Regions from separate parts of the Mus musculus genome. Here all the other regions are linked to region 1. The links are chromatin contacts, called in public HiChIP or PLAC-seq maps. All regions are on one chromosome and are shown on one strand. Each heading gives the region's core, a stretch centred on a gene start, on an enhancer-like site or on the middle of the called end of the contact. The rest is flanking DNA. Distances are from core to core; before and after follow the strand shown. Region 1 holds the start of Dlx4os (distal-less homeobox 4, opposite strand). Region 2 has its middle 34 kb from the start of Ngfr. Region 3 holds the start of Ngfr (nerve growth factor receptor (TNFR superfamily, member 16)). Region 4 has its middle 26 kb from the start of Nxph3.

Evidence for each region. HiChIP or PLAC-seq counts read pairs in DNA pulled down with a chosen protein or histone mark.
Region 2: a contact with region 1 is called in an H3K4me3 HiChIP or PLAC-seq map of embryonic stem cells, with 22 read pairs. The contact joins the enhancer-like site here to the promoter of Dlx4os in region 1. A contact is called at or near these places in 3 of 39 promoter capture datasets (liver, pre-B cells and stem cell-derived epiblast-like cells), 1 of 484 Hi-C or Micro-C datasets (B cells) and 1 of 115 datasets of contacts at active chromatin or transcription factors (embryonic stem cells).
Region 3: an H3K4me3 HiChIP or PLAC-seq map of embryonic stem cells shows a contact between it and region 1, with 44 read pairs. The contact joins the promoter of Ngfr here to the promoter of Dlx4os in region 1. A contact is called at or near these places in 7 of 39 promoter capture datasets (the C10 cell line, HPC-7-derived erythroid cells, cranial neural crest and 4 more), 1 of 484 Hi-C or Micro-C datasets (embryonic stem cells), 4 of 115 datasets of contacts at active chromatin or transcription factors (embryonic forebrain, embryonic stem cells and pancreatic cancer cells) and 3 of 9 other capture datasets (adipose tissue, liver and pancreatic islet).
Region 4: an H3K4me3 HiChIP or PLAC-seq map of embryonic stem cells shows a contact between it and region 1, with 21 read pairs. The contact joins the enhancer-like site here to the promoter of Dlx4os in region 1. A contact is called at or near these places in 1 of 39 promoter capture datasets (the C10 cell line), 1 of 484 Hi-C or Micro-C datasets (embryonic fibroblasts), 3 of 115 datasets of contacts at active chromatin or transcription factors (embryonic basal ganglia, embryonic stem cells and forebrain) and 3 of 9 other capture datasets (adipose tissue, liver and macrophages).

Annotation. Positions count from the first base shown.
Region 1 is chr11:95,143,561-95,146,615 of GRCm38.p6, reverse strand. Dlx4os (distal-less homeobox 4, opposite strand) reads right to left here and starts at 1,563. Exons shown (of 3, transcript NR_040279.1): 1 at 1,342-1,563. Dlx4 (distal-less homeobox 4) reads left to right here and starts at 815. Exons shown (of 3, transcript NM_007867.4): 1 at 815-1,420. The coding sequence starts at 1,135.
Region 2 is chr11:95,620,618-95,623,672 of GRCm38.p6, reverse strand. No RefSeq gene overlaps it. Among named protein-coding and RNA genes, the nearest start is that of Ngfr, 34 kb to the right of the region's middle. Within about 2 kb of position 1,417, at least 39 of the 459 cell types and tissues checked have an H3K27ac peak or open chromatin away from gene starts, as enhancers often do. A contact at or near this core is called in embryonic stem cells, where this site is marked.
Region 3 is chr11:95,586,118-95,589,172 of GRCm38.p6, reverse strand. It overlaps Ngfr (nerve growth factor receptor (TNFR superfamily, member 16)), which reads left to right and starts at 1,475. Exons shown (of 6, transcript NM_033217.3): 1 at 1,475-1,689. The coding sequence starts at 1,615.
Region 4 is chr11:95,539,349-95,542,403 of GRCm38.p6, reverse strand. No RefSeq gene overlaps it. Among named protein-coding and RNA genes, the nearest start is that of Nxph3, 26 kb to the right of the region's middle. Within about 2 kb of position 1,468, at least 24 of the 459 cell types and tissues checked have an H3K27ac peak or open chromatin away from gene starts, as enhancers often do. A contact at or near this core is called in embryonic stem cells, where this site is marked.

The sequences.
Region 1 (3,055 bases), core at 314-2,813:
GTTGGATGAAGACTCTATGTATTTTTGTGCACGTGGCAACAGATGCTTGCATACATGGTGTTCATTAAGGCCTCCTGTCCTGCTAAGAGACAGGTCCCGAACACAGTCTGGAAGTACAATGGAGTTAGCCATATTTTCTGTGCCCTCCCAGGAGCCATCAAACTAGATTCATCCCCACTCCCAGATTTTGCCCCAGTTCCTGGGAGGCTACATTTTGCAGAGTGCCAGAAAAGGCGGGGCTCGGTACAGGCGAATCCCAGACAGCAGATTCCCTCCAGCAGCCTCAAGGGCCTGCAGGAGCTGTGGTGTCGCAACTAAACCGGGGCCCCTGCCGGAAGCGGAAGCTTGCATTGGGGGTGGTGAGGCGCAGTGGCGGCGGTCGCGGCGTGCCAGGCTCTGGGCGCTCGGCGGGGGCGTGCGCGCCACGCGCGTGCGGGGCAGGCTGGGCGCCAGGCGGCACCCTCCAGGCCCCAGCGTCTGTTTACCAACAAACTGCCATCGCTCTGCAGCTACGCATTCCGACGCGCTGAATAAGCGGCCGGCGCTGGCTAGCTGCTTTTTCCACTCCCTCGCAGAGCCCTGGCAGCGTGGGGCCATGCAGACCCGCGCGACGCGCACACAGGTTCTGAGTCTCCAAAGCGTCTCTAGTTACCGCGCAGCTTCCCTCGTCCCCTAGCCATCCCAGGCCCAATTTCCTAGCACCTTGAACATCGTTACTGAGACTTCCTGACTCTACCGATTCCCCAGGAACTCGGAGTTGATGCAGGGATGTGGGGTCCGGAGCTCGCATCCCTCCCGTTTCCCGGTGCACGCTAACACGAGGGGTGGGGGGCGGGCTCAGCTTGAGGTCACCAAGGAATAGCCAATCCGGGGTGTCTAAGTGGGCGGGGGACCCCTGGGGTCCCGGGAACCGAACCCAGAGGAAAAGATGGGGAAGGGTAAAACCACGGGGTACCCCAAAAAACCCTTTCCCGGGTGCGAGTTCTCTGCCGGAAGAGGCTCAGAGAGACATTTTTCCAGGCATCTGAAGTGTAAGAGTGGCTTGCTGGAGCTGGAGACTTTGAAAGGAGCTGGCAGAAAGAGTAGACAGCGTGCGGGCCATGACCTAGGCCCTGTGGCCCGGCACCGGCCGCAATGACCTCTTTACCCTGTCCCCTTCCTGACCGTGGTGCCTCCAACGTTGTCTTCCCGGACCTCGCCCCCGCCCTGTCGGTAGTGGCTGCTTACCCGCTCGGACTATCCCCGGGAACCGCAGCTTCTCCCGATTTGTCCTACTCCCAGTCCTACGGCCACCCCCGGTCCTATTCCCACCCTGGGCCGGCAACCCCAGGAGACTCCTACCTGCCCCGCCAGCAACAATTGGTGGCGCCATCTCAGCCCTTTCACAGGCCGGCTGAACACCCGCAGGAGCTCGAAGCAGGTAAGTGTGACCGCGGCGGCTCTCCTCACCTCTGGGGTCTGGGTTGTCTTTGCATAAATTTCGCGTTCTTCTGCTTGCGCGCAACTAGAGGGATTCAAACGCTTCTCTCTCCGATACCCAGGAATCTGCGGTAGGGGGAGGGCGAAGGATGGGGGAGGAGCGGAGGCAAGTTGATCTAGGTCTCCTTTTTAAATTCGACCTGGTTTCGATTTGCAGTTTTGAAAAGCCAGGCGGGAGGGCTCCCTACCCCACCCCCTGGAGCAGTGGAGCTGTGTGAGTACCTGTGTAACGGAAATTTGCCCTAATCCAGATGGAGAGGTGGAGATCTAACCCCTTCCCTGTGATTCTCCTCATCCTTCACTCCGTTCCGACATCATCCCTTTTGAGTTCTGGTCTCAGAAACCAGTATATAAATCAAACACTACTAAACAGAAATCAGTTTCCAGTTGGAGATAGGTAGACAACTAGGCTGGGTTCCTTCTCCTTTCCTGGGCCCCACCCCCTTTTCCTGGAGGTGCCTATACCCTGCAGGATCTGGGTATAAGACCCCCACCAACTGTTGCTCAAATAATAAACTTACAGGCTGGTCTACCAGTCTCCAGCTCTTTCCCTGGCCTCCTCTGCCTTGTGCCTAAGACATCTTTACCATCTCCACCTTTAACTTTGGGATACATTAGACCCAGCTTCGGTTGCCTGCAGCAAATCTGAGCTCCACTGGAAGGCTTCGGTGAAGACAGGGGAGCAGCTGGCCTTCCTAGCTCCGACCTATGCACAGCCCAACTGACAGACCCTGGCTGGCAGTACGAGGATGCTCTCCATAGACCCACTGACTCCTTGAACATCAAAATGGTCCAATTGTTCTTGGCATAGTCCTCGAAGATGCGCAAGTCTGTGATGTGACTTCACATAATCAGCCCCAAACCAAGATGTTTCTCTCCTTTTCCCTGGTCATTCTGGCATAAATTCATGACACATACACCCCCAACCAAAACCACATTAGAATAGAGGCTCACATTCCTTGTTCTATGGTTGGAGAAACTGAGATAGAAGGAATGCATATAGATAGATCCAGGACACAACTTTTTTTTCCAGGCTCCTGGACCAGGGCAAGTTCACTTTCCTCAATGGACGGAGCCAGGAAAGGGGACTTTAGGAACTTCTCAGGACCCCAGAAAGTTAACAGCTTTCTGGAGCAGAGTGGGGGTGGGCCTGCTAGGTTGCTGGGTCTCCTTGGAGGAGGGACAGTCCGTCTGAGTGGCAGAGTTTTGCATACAGATCTACAAAGGAACCGCTTGGACTCTTCTTTTTAGATATACTAATATACACTGGGGAAGTAAAGGCAAGGGGGGTCCTGAGTTTGAGGACAAGTCGGGCAACCTGCTATCCGTCCTGTGTGTGCACATGAGGACAGACAGTGTGCATTTTGGGACTGGAGAGGAAGAACCTGTCCTTATTGGGAGACCTGTCTGGCAATAAGGTGGACCTGTCTTCCATATGCCTTCCCTAGCTTGGTCCAAGAACAATGGACTGAAGAATTCTTTCTATTACGTACTTTACCCGGATACAACGAAAAAATAAAATAAAATAAAACAAAACAGAGACTCCATGTTCACAAACAGATTCTTTAAAAAAAAA
Region 2 (3,055 bases), core at 168-2,667, 480 kb before region 1:
CATCCTGGAGGCCCAGCAGGGGCCACCGGAGGGGCTGAGAGGGAAAGCAGGTGTGTTTCAGGGCAGCTGGAAGACAGCAACGGATCTCTGTGTCCAGCAAGGCCTTGGGGAAGAGCTGTCAGAAGATGCACCTTGCTCTTTTCATCCATCTCTGTTCCCCCCTGCCTTCCAGTGCTCTACCTCCTCCCCCCTCCCCCACTCAGAGCCTTGTGGGGACTTCTTACAAGAGAGGCAGATGTTTCTGGATACAGCTGGATACTGAGGTCCCGGGAAGGGGCTGGCCCCTTTGGAAGACTCTCAGAGAGGAAGACAGTCCAAGAAGTGAGAGCAAAGACAGCGTGGACTCTAACTTCATGTACTGGCTGATCCTAGGGAAGTAAGTGTTGGCCCATTGTACAGGCAAACCAATTGAGGCTCAGGGGTGGCATCATTTCTGCTTGTGAGATGGCCTGCTTCCTCACCTCCATTTCATGCTTGGTCCACTTCCCTCCCTCCTTTTCCTTAGATCCTCTGTCCTCTCCTTGCCTCTTCCAGGAAGCCCACTGAGGTCACTCATTCAAGACTCTGGCTCTTTAGACCAATGGCTCTCAACCTGTGGGTCATGACCCTTTCAGGGGTCGAATGACCCTTTTACAGGGGTTGCATATCGGATATCCTGAATAACAGACATTTATATTACAATTCATAACAGTGGCAAATTGCAGTTACGAAGTAGCAACAAAATAATTTTATGGTTGGGTGTCACCATAATATGGGGAACTGTACTAAAGAGTCGCAGCGTTAGGAAGGTTGAGCACCACTGCTTTAGACTGTTGGCCAAAAGTACCCTACCTGCTTGTCATCCACCTAGGAGCACATGAGAACAGAGACTGGCTGGTCCATTGGATCTCTTACCAGGCCTGAAGTTGTTGGCGCGTGGAAAAGAGCCACAGGTCCCCAGTACAGGCGCCGGGCATGGTGAGAAGACCAAAGGCAGCCGCCAGGGAGCTTCAGATGAGGTGAGAGGCTTGGCTCAACCCCAGCTCATAAAGAAGGATGTTAACAGCCTCCTAGGGAGCTGGCGAGGGACGATCAAAGGGGTGGGCCAGACAATAGTGCCTTCCAGCTCCCAGTCAGCACTGGCACCTCCAGCCCCAGGAGCGGCTCCTGCTGGAGAGTAATGGTGTGTTTTACCTCCTTCTTCCACTTCTCCCCAACCCCCACCTCAGGACCCCTTCAGACCCCACACAGGGTCTGTCTCTCTTCCCTCCTCAGGACCCCCAGTGTCTGTTGTTTTCCTCCTGTGGGATGGGTGTGGGTTCGGGTGGCGTCACAGGGTGACGAGGAAGGAGAAAGGGTGGGAGGTCTGGCCTGGCCTCCCACAGTCTGCTCCCACCACCCTGAGTTGCCAAACCGGGACCTTAGAGAGAGGCTGAAGGACTGCACTGTGGGAAGCTGTGGAGCAGAGAGGCAGGGGGCACACGGAGGGGAAAAGCCGGGGAGAGCTGGCACGGAAGGAACTGGGGCCTGGAAGTAGAGGGGTTAGAAATAAACTTGCCTCGACACGGGGGTACTGAAGGGATGCCTGCAAGGGCTTCGACTCCCAGAGATGTTCGAGGACAAGGCAGCATTTCAAGGCAGAGAAGAGCTTAAAGGTAGGGCGGGAATTACTCGGCCCACAGCACGCTTGAGTCAGAGGCAGAACTTCAGCCTGAGCTTGGGAGGGAGGGGTGTCTTAGGGACCACGACTTGACTTGTCCAGCTAAACACAAACAATGAATTTGCATACACATATATTTTCATTGAGCCCAAAGTCTCCTTGCCCTTCTTCCCAAGATTCTAATGCTAAACCCTTACTTTGCATTTCTCTCTCCCCCCACCCCTACCCCAGGCTGAGCCCTGTTGAAGGATACTGTACCCCGCCCCCTTCATTTCCTGGGATCTAGTCCCCCAGGCTTTTCCTTGGTCTCCTGCCTCCGGCCATGCCATTGATTTTCACAATTACTGACTCTGAAAGAGTCCCCACCTCCTAGTGTGTCTACCCTGACCCCTCCCCAAGTCATCCCTCCTTCTCTGGGGAGACACTTCCTGGGAGAGCTCCTGTCTGCCCTGAACAGTCTTCACTCACACTCAGTGTAAGCTCCACAGTGCCAGCCCCAGTCACAAAATCCCCAAGCCATAATATGCTTGTAAGCCCCAGAGCACCGGGAGGGAATCTCTGAAGGGCTTGTCACTTTATTTAACAGGTAAACATAAGCAAACAGGCCCACACGGAACAACAGGAACTCATCTATAGTTCCCCCCACTTCAGTCCAGAGTCTGATCCCCTGACTCTACTCAGTTACCCATGTGACAGTCCATCTGACATCCAGATCAGACAGATGTGAGCCCAGAGGCCACAGAGATCACAGCCAACTTCCGGAAGAGCTTAGTGAGCGGCCTGTCTCTGGTGGTTTCAACTGGGGGGGTTAGTTCTCCTAAGTCCTTTGCTGAACATAAATGTGTCAGGTCACAGAAGTAGAGGTCAGCATGCCCTGGACCCTGTCCCAGGCCTCTTAGCAAAAGTGCTGGATGGGCCAGCTGCTAACTGCTGGGAAGTGTGAAAATGCTAGGCTAGCAGTCTGAGCCCAGGGCTGGACCGTGTCATCCATCCTGCCGGGGAGGGCTGGACCAGCTTCCCAGAGGAGATGCCATTTAACTGATCTTAGCTGATCATGGAAAGACAAGATGGTTTGCTAGGTGGGTGGGGGTGGGGTGGGGTGGGGAGGGGAGGATGTCGGGGCTGACAGCAAGGGTAAAAGCCTATAGTACATTCTAGGCAAGGCAAGGAATCCCATGAGGCCAGTAGCTCACTGGACTCTGACAGGGAGGAGCTAGAGTCTAGAAACCTAGGCCTACCTTGAGGGTCTTTTAATATTTCACTTTGAAAGTAGTAAGGGGTCGGGGCTGGTGTGATGGCTCAGTGGGTAAGAGTACCCGACTGCTCTTCCAAAGGTCCAGTGTTCAAGTCCCAGAAACCACATGGTGGCTCACAACCATCTGTAATGAGATCTGACACCCTCTTCTGGTGTGTCTG
Region 3 (3,055 bases), core at 226-2,725, 440 kb before region 1:
TCATGAGCAGGCCTGCTTTATAAATGCTCTTGGTCTGTCCCTTGTTTCTATTATTTTGGGACTGTATTTTTTTGAAGAGGAACTGGAGTCCAGACATAGCTAACATCTGGTGCTGGGATAGACTGTCCCCACACAGTTCTGTACCAGGGCCTTCGATGTCTGGGAACCAGAGAAGGGCGGGGCGGTGTTTCTTCTGAAAGACTGACTGCACATTCCTTGGCATACAGGTGGTTTGATGTGCCACGCTTCTAGAGCATGGCCAGTGTGATCCTCAGAAGGCCTACACAGCTCACGGATGAGTCTGTGGATGTTGAATCCATTCAACAGCTCTCCCCTTGAATCCCCTCCATGACTGAACACTTGGGTGGTCAGAGAAGACACTACTGTCCCTGCCCGTAGGAAACTCACAAACTCATGTAATCATGTTTGTGTGTTGTCTGTATACTCTGTGTGTGTGTGTGTGTGTGTGTGTGTGTGTGTGTGTGTGTGTGTGTGCATTTGAGGGCAAAATACAGATGTGGGCTTGTGTGACTACCACTGTGCAGTGCACACATGTGAGTGTGTAGGAGTGTATATGTGAATGTCAGCCTGTGTGCATTGATGTATGTCTGGTCTGTGTTAGGAGCCCTTGTAGGATGAGCAGGTCTATATGAATGCCTGAGGGACGGTATAGGCAGATGTCAGTACGTCAACACACACACGTACAGGTGCACTTGAGAGTGTGTTTGTGTATTCCTGGGGTTTATGTGCACACCTGTGACTCATTCAAGCTCATGAAAGGCTGGAGATAGAGTTCTGTGATACAATGCTTGCTTAGCATGTGTGTGTGTGTGGTCCTAGGTTCTATCATGTGTGTGTGTGTGTGTGTGTGTGTGTGTGTGTGGTCCTAGGTTCTATCATGTGTGTGTGTGTGTATGTGTGTGTGTGTGTAGGAGAGGGGGAGACAGGGACAGAGAGACAGAGACAGAGACAGAGAAACAGTGTCAGACAGATATCCCAAATTATGATATTGGGATAGATTTCACCTTGAAGGCCCCAAGGAACATATCCCTCCACAAGTTGGAACAGAGAGAGAATGGAATAAGGTGTGTATCCAACCATAAAAGGAGGGCAGCCTCATTTTCGGAATAAGGGCTAGGTAGGCAATTAGGCTAAAGATGTTTAAGAGAGTTAACCCCGAGGCAGGCTTCATCAGTAGGAGAGCAATGGCCCCCGTTGGATCCGAAGCATCTTATGCTCAGCATAACCGGAGGTGCCCTGGGTACGTGGGGCAGCCCACTGAGAAGCCACAGCGGGGCACACGGGTGCGGCTCCTCTCACGCCTCACTTGACTGCTCTGGACTCCCCACCCTAGGCAGCCGGGCGGGCGCGGTTCCGGAGGGGTTGGGGGGGGGGGGGAGTTGGGCGGGCTGGGCGGGGAGGAGGCGGGGCTGCTGCATTGCCTTCACCCAGCTGCTCCCGCCCGCTAGCAGCCAGAGCGAGTGGAGCCTCCGCCAGCTCCGGCGGGCAGCGGGCGCTGGAGCGCAGCGCAGCGCAGCTCAGCTCAGCGCGCAGCACCATCGGTCCGCAGAGCGGACTGAGCTAGAAGCTGAGCGCTGTCGCCGGAGGCGAGCAATGAGGAGGGCAGGTGCTGCCTGCAGCGCCATGGACCGGCTGCGCCTGCTGCTGCTGCTGCTGCTGCTTCTAGGGGTAAGTGATTAGTAGGAGGGACCTCCGTTAACCTTTTCAAAGAGCTGAACCCCAAGGGGATGTGGGTGCCACCACCCAGGGAACAGAATAAGACGTTAAGGTCCCAGATGCTGGCAACGGGTGGCGGAGGAGCTGCGGGATCATGACCCACAGGGGCGCTCCTAGCTTCTAGGACTTTCAGAGCGCAGAGGCGACCCAGTCCCAGGATAGAGATGCAGACAGGACTGTTGCAACGACACCCGTTCTTGGTTCTGCTTGCTGCTGCTGGTTCTTGAGCACTACGACGGGTGCGGTGTAGGAGACTGGGAGCAGTCTCGAGTGGGGTGGAGGGAGGTTTGGGAATCTCGGGCGCCTGGGTTCTTTTGACGACAGCGTGTGAATTTTGGGATCCCGAGGGGAGTTTTCTCTTTAGCATCTTAGTCCCTGGGGAGTTGTAGGGCAGAGAGAAGGAAGGGAAAGAGATCGGCACTAAAGATGTGAGGGGCTAGAGACGGAACAATGCGGGAGGCAGCTGGAGGGACTGGAGGCAGAGGGGACCCAGTATGGACAATGGGGACCGGCCAGACAATGGGGGGGAGGGGCATCGAAAGGAGCGATTCGGGAGTGGCAGAGAGGTTGAAGAGAGAGAAGTGGGCTTTATGGAGGGCAGAAAAGAGACAACCACAAAAGAGATAGAGAAATGGAAAGAAGGTGCATACCCTAAAGTGCTCGGGGCCCCGCCTGTCTGTCTACTCAAGGACGATGCGATGAGGACAGCCCAGTCACAGACGTTTCCCGCGTGGGTTCTAGCGCTCTTTCTAGCGGCCTCGCCCAGTCCGGGAATTGCGTCTGGGCATCCCAGGCAGGGAAGAGAGCGCTCACTTCACTATGGCAAATCCGCTTCTAGGGTAGTTCCTTGACAAACCTTTCACGTGGTTTGAAGCAACTCAGTGGACCCGGAGAGACAGAGCCGGGGCATCCCCCTACCCTATTAAACGCCGGCCAGCTCTCGAGATGCGGAGCGCTGGGACTCTCAAGGCTGTGATGGTTCCGGCAGCGCACAGCTAGGGGATGCAAAACCCCAGGCGACCCGCAGGGGGCACTGCGGGCGAGGGATTGCTGTTGGGAGCTGCGTGCGCGCCTTGGGCTGCGCACTGAGTCCCTTCTAAGTTAAGCCGCCACGGGCCCTGAGCCCTCCGTGCTCCTTCCGGTCCAGAACTTAATAGGATCATCATCCCGCCCACACCTGGCCAGGCTTTCGGTGAAAGTCAATGAACGCTTCTCAAATGAGACAGGGGCCACTTGGATGCCTGGGATTCTTGTCGGATTGCTGTTCGGAGACACCAACTCCGGCTAAGGTCATTAGGTCCTCCTTCTATGAACCTGA
Region 4 (3,055 bases), core at 219-2,718, 400 kb before region 1:
TTCCCCTGACTTGCTCAGCTTGCTTTCTTATAGAACTCAAGACCATCAGCCCAGGGATGGCACCACCCACTATGGGCTGGGCCCTCTCCTATTGATCACTAATTGAGAAAATGCCCTACAGCTGGATCTCATGGAGGCATTTCCTTAACTGAGGCTCCTTCCTCTCTGGTGACCCCAGCTGTGTCAAGTAGACACAAACCCAGCCAGTACAATCTGGGACACAGTGTCTATGTTCAGACTGGGAAGAAGGTAGGGACATTGGGGAGGTGTGGACCCTTGTGACCAGGAAGGACGTGATGACAGCATCTCATCTTGGACATTTGTCAAGAATTCTACCTCCATGTTTCTCCTACTACCACTGCCTAGACACCTCAGGGATCTTAGAGACCAGCCAGTGGTGGAGATTATCAGAGACAGACAGGCTGCACACTAGAAGGGAAAGTGGGTCTTGTAAACATGAAGAACTGGGGGGGGGGGGGGTTAAACTCAGGCTAGCATGTGCCAGAAGCCTGCAGAGAGGAGGCAGCCTGGAGGAGGTCCTGTGGGTGGCACCCAAGGAGATCTTTCCCAGCTCTGCCACACATGGGGTCATCCTGGAAGCCACTTCTTTGTCCTTTGTTCTTATTTTCTTTCTCTGGCTCAGGACCCCAGCATCTTCCCACAATCCATCCTTATGTAAAATAAGCAAGAGCTGGCCCTCCTGCCCATGCAGTTAGCAAGACAACCAACCACGTGTCTCCAGACTGTGGGAGTTCCTGGGTCGTTTACCTCACAGTGTGGAACTCAGAAACCCAGGGACCCTGTCTCACTGCCTCAATACCCAGATGTCCTCACACCCTTCAGCCCCAGACAGCCCCAGACAGCCTCACAGCTGGGCTGACTAGAGGAAGAAGGGCAAAGAGGGGACATCTCAGACAAACAAGCAGACTGGCTGGGGGTGGCTTAACTCTCTCTCTCTCTCCCAGCATGGACCCAAGGAGTCCTCTGTAATATCTCTACCCTTCCCCTGCCTCCGCCCGCGAACAACCCCAGCAAACTGTCTATACAGACTGCCCTCTTGGCTCCAAGTTCGTTCATTCTTACAGAATTGTTAAGACACACACCTCACTCCCAGAGATCCCGCATTCAGAGGTTGTCTGGTCAGTGGTGTCCCCCTCTGATTTCTAATTCCCCTCAGCTCTCAAACAGAGAAACCGGAAATGGGTGTGGCTGGAAGTAGAACAGGATAAATAGTTACGGCAGGGTGTGGAGGACGCTCCAGAGGGAGCCCAGCTCGGTCACAGCTTCCCACTCCCACTAGTGTCCCTGGTCAAGGTTCGAGGTGTCTGCTTTTTTGTAAAATGACAATGAGCACACAGCACGGGGTCCTGGGAACACAAGGGGAGGTGACACCTGCAGACTCCCGGAGACTACCCTTGAGTGCAGCCAGCTGTGGTTATGACAACGGGCTCGCCATAGGTTGTAAGCAACCTGGCCATCTGGAGCTCATGTTGAACATACAAGCAAATCACAAACAAGTCTGTCCTCACGTGGCTAGTGATAGAGGGGTAGCCAACGGGAGAGGGCTGAGGAGGAGGCAGGGCAGGGAGGGAGAGGGCTGAGGAGGAGGCAGGGCAGGGAGGGAGAGGGCTGAGGAGGAGGCAGGGCAGGGAGGGCTGGGGTGTGGGGTCTGTCCCGGTGCAGAGCTCAAGGCTGGGTTTCAGAACCACGGGATCCCGACAAATGCTGAGAGATACACAGGGTAACAGGACCCGCAGAACAGGGGCCTTGCATGGCCCAGCCAGGCCAGGGAGAAGAGGCATGCATGGGATTACTAAAGAGGGCTGAGTCTGGGGGTGAGGTACAAATGTGCATGGGACCTGTAGAGAAATAGCTAGGAATGCCAAGCACAAAGCTGGGGTGTCCTCAAGAGCAGTAGGGAGCCATGGAAGGGGTGAGGTCCAGAAGGAACTGTTGGGATATGAGTTCGGAGAGGTGGGGGGCCCTGGTAAGGCAAATGTGTGTTCAAGAGATACACAGGGTGTATCCTTATGACCTCCGGGTGAAGACAAGGGAACTGGATTCTCTCTGGAGCTGGACTGTGATTCTCAAAGCACACCGTTCAAACCCAGTGTTTTGTGAACATCTGCCACGGATCAGGCTTCACACAGGCTGAGCACAGGAGGCAGCCTAGACCTCAGCAGGTGAGAGAGGCTCAGGGATCCCAGCCCACAGGAGACAGACCAACAATGACCAGCTGCAAAGGAAGGGATGGCTTATGGATTGCGGAAGAGAGGGCAGGGCTGGCCACCTTGGGCTCCCTGAGAACAGGGGCCATAGCTTCCTTTCACAGTGGTGTTGTGTGAGGCCAAAGCTGGGCACACTCAATGAAACTGAGCTCTTGAGAACGAGACAGTTTCCCACTGGGGCTGCTAAGGATGAGGCTGAGGTCTTCACCAGGCCCTGCTTCTCACCAGATCACAAAGGGCCAGGACAGAAGCAAGCAGCCCCGTGGTCCACACACACTAGCCTGTGCTGTGTCCTTCGGGAGCCTGTTGCTCTAGGGAGTTGCCAGGGGCTTCATTCATGTCAGAAGTCTCTCTGGGAGTGGCCTACCCAACGGAGGGTCCCTGAGGTTTTTACAAGCCCGCCCCAGTTCCAACTGTAACTGGCTATCCCCCCCACCCCCTGCCCCTAAGCTCACCCAGTGGGACTTGCAAGGGTAATGAGCTGAGGCCAGAGGTTCACCCTCATCTTGGGGAGGGGACCTGTGAACAGGAACAGGCTGGAGATGAAACACCTAGAAGCAGGCCTAAGCTGGGAGATGGGGGCTCGGCCTCTGCTCTCAGTTCCCGTGGGCCACTAGCAAGCTGTGTCCATTCTGCCAGCCTCGGTTTCCCTATGCTGTTATGGGAATAGGACGTCATTACAGCCCCTTCTGGCCTTCGTGTTTTCTCATGAATGCCAACAGGGCCTTGAGTTAGGCTCGAGGCAAATCCGGATGTCTGTCTACCGTCCCAGACCAAGGGACAGTACTGAACCCTGCCTTTAAGAGGCTGCTAGGTGACTGTGGGAC